Regions from separate parts of the Gossypium hirsutum genome. Here region 1 is linked to region 2. The links are chromatin contacts, called in public Hi-C maps. All regions are on one chromosome and are shown on one strand. Each heading gives the region's core, a stretch centred on a gene start, on an enhancer-like site or on the middle of the called end of the contact. The rest is flanking DNA. Distances are from core to core; before and after follow the strand shown. Region 1 holds the start of LOC107905947 (pectinesterase). Region 2 holds the start of LOC107905964 (G-type lectin S-receptor-like serine/threonine-protein kinase At4g27290).

Evidence for each region. Hi-C and Micro-C count contacts between places; a contact is called where the count stands out from the background.
Region 1: a contact with region 2 is called in a Hi-C map of hypocotyl, with 2.0 times the contacts expected there. The contact joins the promoter of LOC107905947 here to the promoter of LOC107905964 in region 2. A contact is called at or near these places in 2 of 34 Hi-C or Micro-C datasets (hypocotyl and leaf).

The regions. Positions count from the first base shown.
Region 1 is chrD05:15,266,160-15,268,859 of Gossypium_hirsutum_v2.1, forward strand. LOC107905947 (pectinesterase) reads left to right here and starts at 1,444. Exons shown (of 2, transcript XM_016832749.2): 1 at 1,444-2,700. The coding sequence starts at 2,105. It overlaps LOC107905951 (nuclear transport factor 2B), which reads left to right. Exons shown (of 4, transcript XM_041093952.1): 3 at 1-207; 4 at 288-572. The coding sequence ends at 362.
Region 2 is chrD05:15,135,073-15,137,772 of Gossypium_hirsutum_v2.1, forward strand. It overlaps LOC107905964 (G-type lectin S-receptor-like serine/threonine-protein kinase At4g27290), which reads left to right and starts at 1,395. Exons shown (of 7, transcript XM_016832767.2): 1 at 1,395-2,700. The coding sequence starts at 1,538.

The sequences.
Region 1 (2,700 bases), core at 194-2,693, 130 kb after region 2:
AAGCCCTCCTCCATGTTGACCTTTGAGGGCCATAAGATACAAGGTGTTGAGGACATCACTGCTAAGCTTACCAGTCTGCCATTTGATCAATGCCGACATGTAATCAACACCATAGATTCGCAACCTTCTTTCTCTGGCGGCATTGTCGTCTTCATCAGTGGCAGTCTCCAGTTGCCTGGAGAGGAGCACCATTTACGGTTCAGCCAGGTTAGGTATTTCTTACTCAAAGCTTGGTTCTCATTCTTAATTAATACAATTTTAGTCTCTAATTTTTAATGGTATAACAGATGTTTCATCTAATCCCCATGCTTGAAGGAAACTTCTACGTGCAGAATGACATATTCCGCCTGAACTATGGATGAATGGTTCTTTTTCCCATTCAATCATTTGTTGTTCAACACACATTTCTTGGATAAAACTCTATAATCACTGATCAATTTGTTCCTTTAGTATCGTTATATTCATTGTTGTCTGCATTTATCCTCCTCCTTGGATTACTAAAGCTGTAGTTTACATCAAAGGCTGCCTGCCTGCATTGTTATTTCGGTTTAATATAATAAGAGATTGCGATATCGATATTCGAGTTTTAAGCTTAAACGTTACCTGCTAAGGTTGACAGCTGACTCCGCATTCAAGTACTAAACCTAGTTTATGGATGGATCAGTCAGATGGGATCCTTTGAAAAGCTAGTTGGGCCATTTTGATTTATTTGTTCGTGGACCATTTCGAATGGGTAATTGTTTGGGATGGGCTAAGAGTAAACAACTCTCTAGGTATTGTAAAGAAACAGCAAGATTAAAGCAAATATCAATGTCCTTTTCGAGTTGAAAGATAAGAACCCAGAACCATAAACTAGTATAAGTTTATGTAAATTTAAGTTTTTAAAATACGTTTAGTTGTTCCCCCTTCAAATTTAATAGAAGTTGGCCTTGCACTCTTGTCGTTTTTCCAATAAATCATGTTGGGTTCCTCCAAATTTATAAATTTAAGTTTTTTAAATACGTTTAGTTGTTCCCAATGTTTAAACTTAGACAAAGTTCTAGGAAGAAAAGATGAAGAAGGGTAAAGGAAAAAGGACAATAATAAATATTTATTTAAAAAAAAAGAATGGTAAACAAAGGTAAGTAGAGTAGGTGAAGTGATTGAATTTATCGCTATCGTTCAAGCAAATCAATGAAATGCTGTTGTTTGTGGCAAGAGTTCCCATTGGGTTTATTGTTCTTTTAATGGTGATATTCAGCAATTCCATGATGGCTCACATTATAAGCGGATCTAAAATCCTCCACTTGGATTCTAAAGTGGCAGACAGTGCCATCATGATCCCTTGCTTTTCCTAAGTCATCGCTCAATAGATTTTATTCAAAAGCTGGACGTGTTCTATTATAAATAACCAAGCATTCACATACATATGTGCTTCATTTTGTATTCTTTAGTAAGTATTGTTTTTGTTCCAATTTGATTATATTTATGTTTTTAAAAGTATTGGGTGTGTTTCCGTATTAAAATATTGTCTCAGCCGAATATGTGTAAGATAATGATATGCACCTTATGCAATGTCTTTGAGCACTCCTCGTGTATTTATGAACCATTTGAACATGTAGCAATTTCATAACCATTCAACAGTTTTAGTTGAATGTTTCAAGCACTCGGAAAATTGTCAATAATTAAAGATAATAATGAGAAAGGTTTGATGTTTAGATTTAGTTGAAGGAACAAAAGGTTCGACCTTGTTCCTGAGCTAAATAGCCTTAGCTCTAATGTTGCCGCTTAGCCATTGAGGGACCCGGAGAAAAGGAACAGCCTAAAGCATGGTTACAAATGTCCCAGTTTTCCAAAGTTGACAAATGATCCACTGAGAAAACTTGATCATCTCAAGACTCAAATCCTGGTTAATGATAACTTCCATCTTCATTCATGGCGTTAATTATTTACCTTTTTTTTTTATTATCCATGTGTAACTGTTTCATACATTATCCCCTTATGTGCTTTACTTCAATGTTGTGATTAAGAAAATCCCGTACTGGACTCCCTTGCTTATTTAAGGATTATGTAGCGCAAAAGAGCCTACTACTGCAGTTAAGCGTATCAAGCTTACTTAAATACCATGGCTAATATCCGTCAGCCTTTACTAGACAGACCAAGAGGTTCTTACAGCAGGGATTGCCCCCTAATTTTCACATTGGTACTTCTAATATGCTTAGCTGCCCTGGTTGCTATCCCTTTAGTAAGATTCAGCTCCTTCGATGCTAATCATCCATATAAATATTGTGAGAGAGCTGTTGACCAGAAATCATGTTCAGCCTTGCTCTCTGAAGTAGCCTCAAAGACAACCGTGAGAACGAAGGGTGTTGATCTGCTACATGCTTTCTTAGAGCGATCTGCTTCTGATATACAAAATGTCATCAACCAGGCTCGCAACTTCAACGATGGAATCAATAATCGTAGAGAGCAAGCGAGTTCGGCTGATTGTCTGGAGTTGATGGAGTTATCCAGGGACAGGATCATGGATTCTATGGTTGGTGTTGAAAAACAAGATGTTAATTGGCATTCAAATGCTCAGGCGTGGCTGAGCAGCGTGCTGACAAACCATGTGACGTGCTTGGATGGGCTACAAGGGTCAGTGAGGACCCTTATGGAGCCAGGGCTCAGCGACCTTATATCGAAAGCAAGAACTTCCCTGGCCATTTTGGTTTCCGTTTC
Region 2 (2,700 bases), core at 145-2,644:
CATGGGTTGTTACTAGGCTAAGAATTTGTTTTCCCTGTAGGCCATATGTAAAAGCTAATATTGATGGTTTTTAGTCCGAAATGAGTCATGTAAGAAGCTTCCTTGGAGCAGCAAATCATTTTTATATTTAATCTTAGCTGTGGAGCAAATGGAAGACCAGGCAGGCCCTGATTTCCAACCACTCCAACTACAATTTCTTTTGAAGGGTCAATTATGAATCACCCATCTCATGTCTTCAAGTTCTCTTTCAGAAACAGATGAACTGATCTAAGAACGTGAACAAATTTCTAAGCACCAAATCTTCCTGTTTTCCACTTTGGCTTATGAATTTTCTTTTTCTTTTTTTTTTTTACTTTCAAGAAATTGCAATGTGTACAGTTGAAGCCCCCAGCAGTATTGAAAATTCAACCGGGGCATTTGGAAAGTCAAGTCCAGAGATGATTAGTCCCCATTTTTTTCTGTTATTTTTTATAAAATCTTCTAATATAGTGGATGAGGACGCCCTACCAACCAACGAAAAAATTTATATATTCAACAACCAGATCTTTGATGTGTGGATATTTTCTGACACGTTAGAAGGTTTTTTTTCTAAGCCAAATTTATTTAATAAAAAGAAAATCTTATTACATAAAACACGTAAAAGGTTGTGATGTCAGGTTTCTTGGATCATTGAAGTTATGGATACAACAGCTTTGTCTTAAAGTATGAGACACTAACCGTATTACATCACAAAAAAGTTATAGCAGAATTGTTACATAATCTTTTTTTACATGGGGCACTCTCATCATCATCATCATCATCATCATCGAATGCTCCCACATTCTGAATCATTGACTTACATGCAACATCAATGATAAATTATGAAATATATCTAATATATTAATGATTATATGTAAAAATACCTACCAGACTAACTTTTTGCTAGTGTCTACATTAGTTCCCTAGGTTTTTTTCTACTTTGAATTGAGACAAAGACTGTGTCAAGGGCAGAAAGGCTTTTGGCTTAACAGCACTGAAAAAAGATCATCCTTCGAAAGCTACACCATTCGAGCCAAAAGATGATAAATGATACTACAAATTTCTTGTCTTAATATACTGTAAACATGGCTCATCACTCATCGTCCCTCTTAGTTCTTTTTGAGCCATGCAGAGCAATTCGATACACAGCACTTATTAACAAATTGGTCATGAAATAAAGGTAGAAAGTTGAAATATAATGGAATAATCTTTCTTTTTGTTACTAATTTTATGCAAATGCACTGTTAGTATATATTTGCTTGAGATTAAACTCGAGATTGAAAATTTGAACAATATTTTTATGATCACTTCCCTTATAATTCAGTCCTTGATGAATTTTTTAACTATGAATTATGGTGGGGGCTGCTTATCCACCCACTCCGCACTAAAATAAGCCTTCTGCATTCGACTAGTCAATTAAATGCCTAGACTCTCCAACTTACTGTTTCACACGAGGGGGAAAAGGTGCTAAATACGTGAACCCGAATTTAATGTAGAGAAATGGAAGATCCACAAATTCATGGGGAAATTGAAAGGCAACCTCTTGTTTTTTTTATCTCTAGTATTTTTGTTCTTAGAAAGTTCGATTGCCGTTGATACCATAACTCCAGCAGATTCCATCAACGACAGCCAGACAATAGTGTCCGCGGGTCATAAATTTGAACTAGGTTTCTTCAATACCGGGGATTCCAATTATCGATATCTAGGAATATGGTACAAGAACATTCCGGTTCGGACTGTTGTTTGGGTCGCAAACAGAGAGTTCCCGCTTGAAAATAATTCTGGTTTATTAAAACTTGGCGATGATGGAACACTGTCCATTGTCAATGAATCAAGGAGCATTATCTGGTCTTCGAATTCATCGCTGACGGCTAAAAATCCAGTTGCGGAGTTGTTAGATACTGGGAATCTCGTTGTGAAGGATGCAGGGGATGACAATGATGAGAGGTACTTATGGCAAAGCTTCGACTATCCATCAGACACATTATTACCGGGAATGAAACTTGGTTGGAACAAGAAAACCGGTCTCAATAGACATCTTACTTCATGGAAAAGTTCGGACGATCCTTCTCCTGGAGAATATACTTATAGCGTTGATCCTCGTGGACTTCCTCAACTCGTCCTTCGCAAGGGTTCCGACGAGCAGTTCCGGAGTGGACCATGGTATGGAACACAGTTTAGTGGTGTGCCAGTTTTGAAGGTAAACCCAGTTTTTACTCCAATATTTGTCTCCAACGCCGATGAAGTCTATTATTCATATAACATAACAGCCAACATCCCATCGAGGTTCGTGTTGAGTCAATCTGGATCGGTTCAACACCTTTCCTGGAATGATCGCCACTCTAACTGGTACCTCATATTCACTGTCCAAGAAGATAGATGTGATAACTATGACTTGTGTGGTAGTTACGGTATTTGCAACATTAACAGGACTCCCAACTGTGACTGCTTGAAGGGCTTTGAGCCCAAATCGTCCAAAGACTGGGATGTCCTTGACTGGTCTGGTGGATGTGTACGAAAAGATCCACATATATGCCATGAAGGAGAAGGGTTTGTGAAATTCACAGGGCTGAAACTGCCGGATGCATCGCAGTTTAGGGTGAATGTAAGTATGACAATCGGAGATTGCGAGGCGGAGTGCCTGAAGAATTGTTCTTGCGCTGCTTATGCTAAATTAGACAT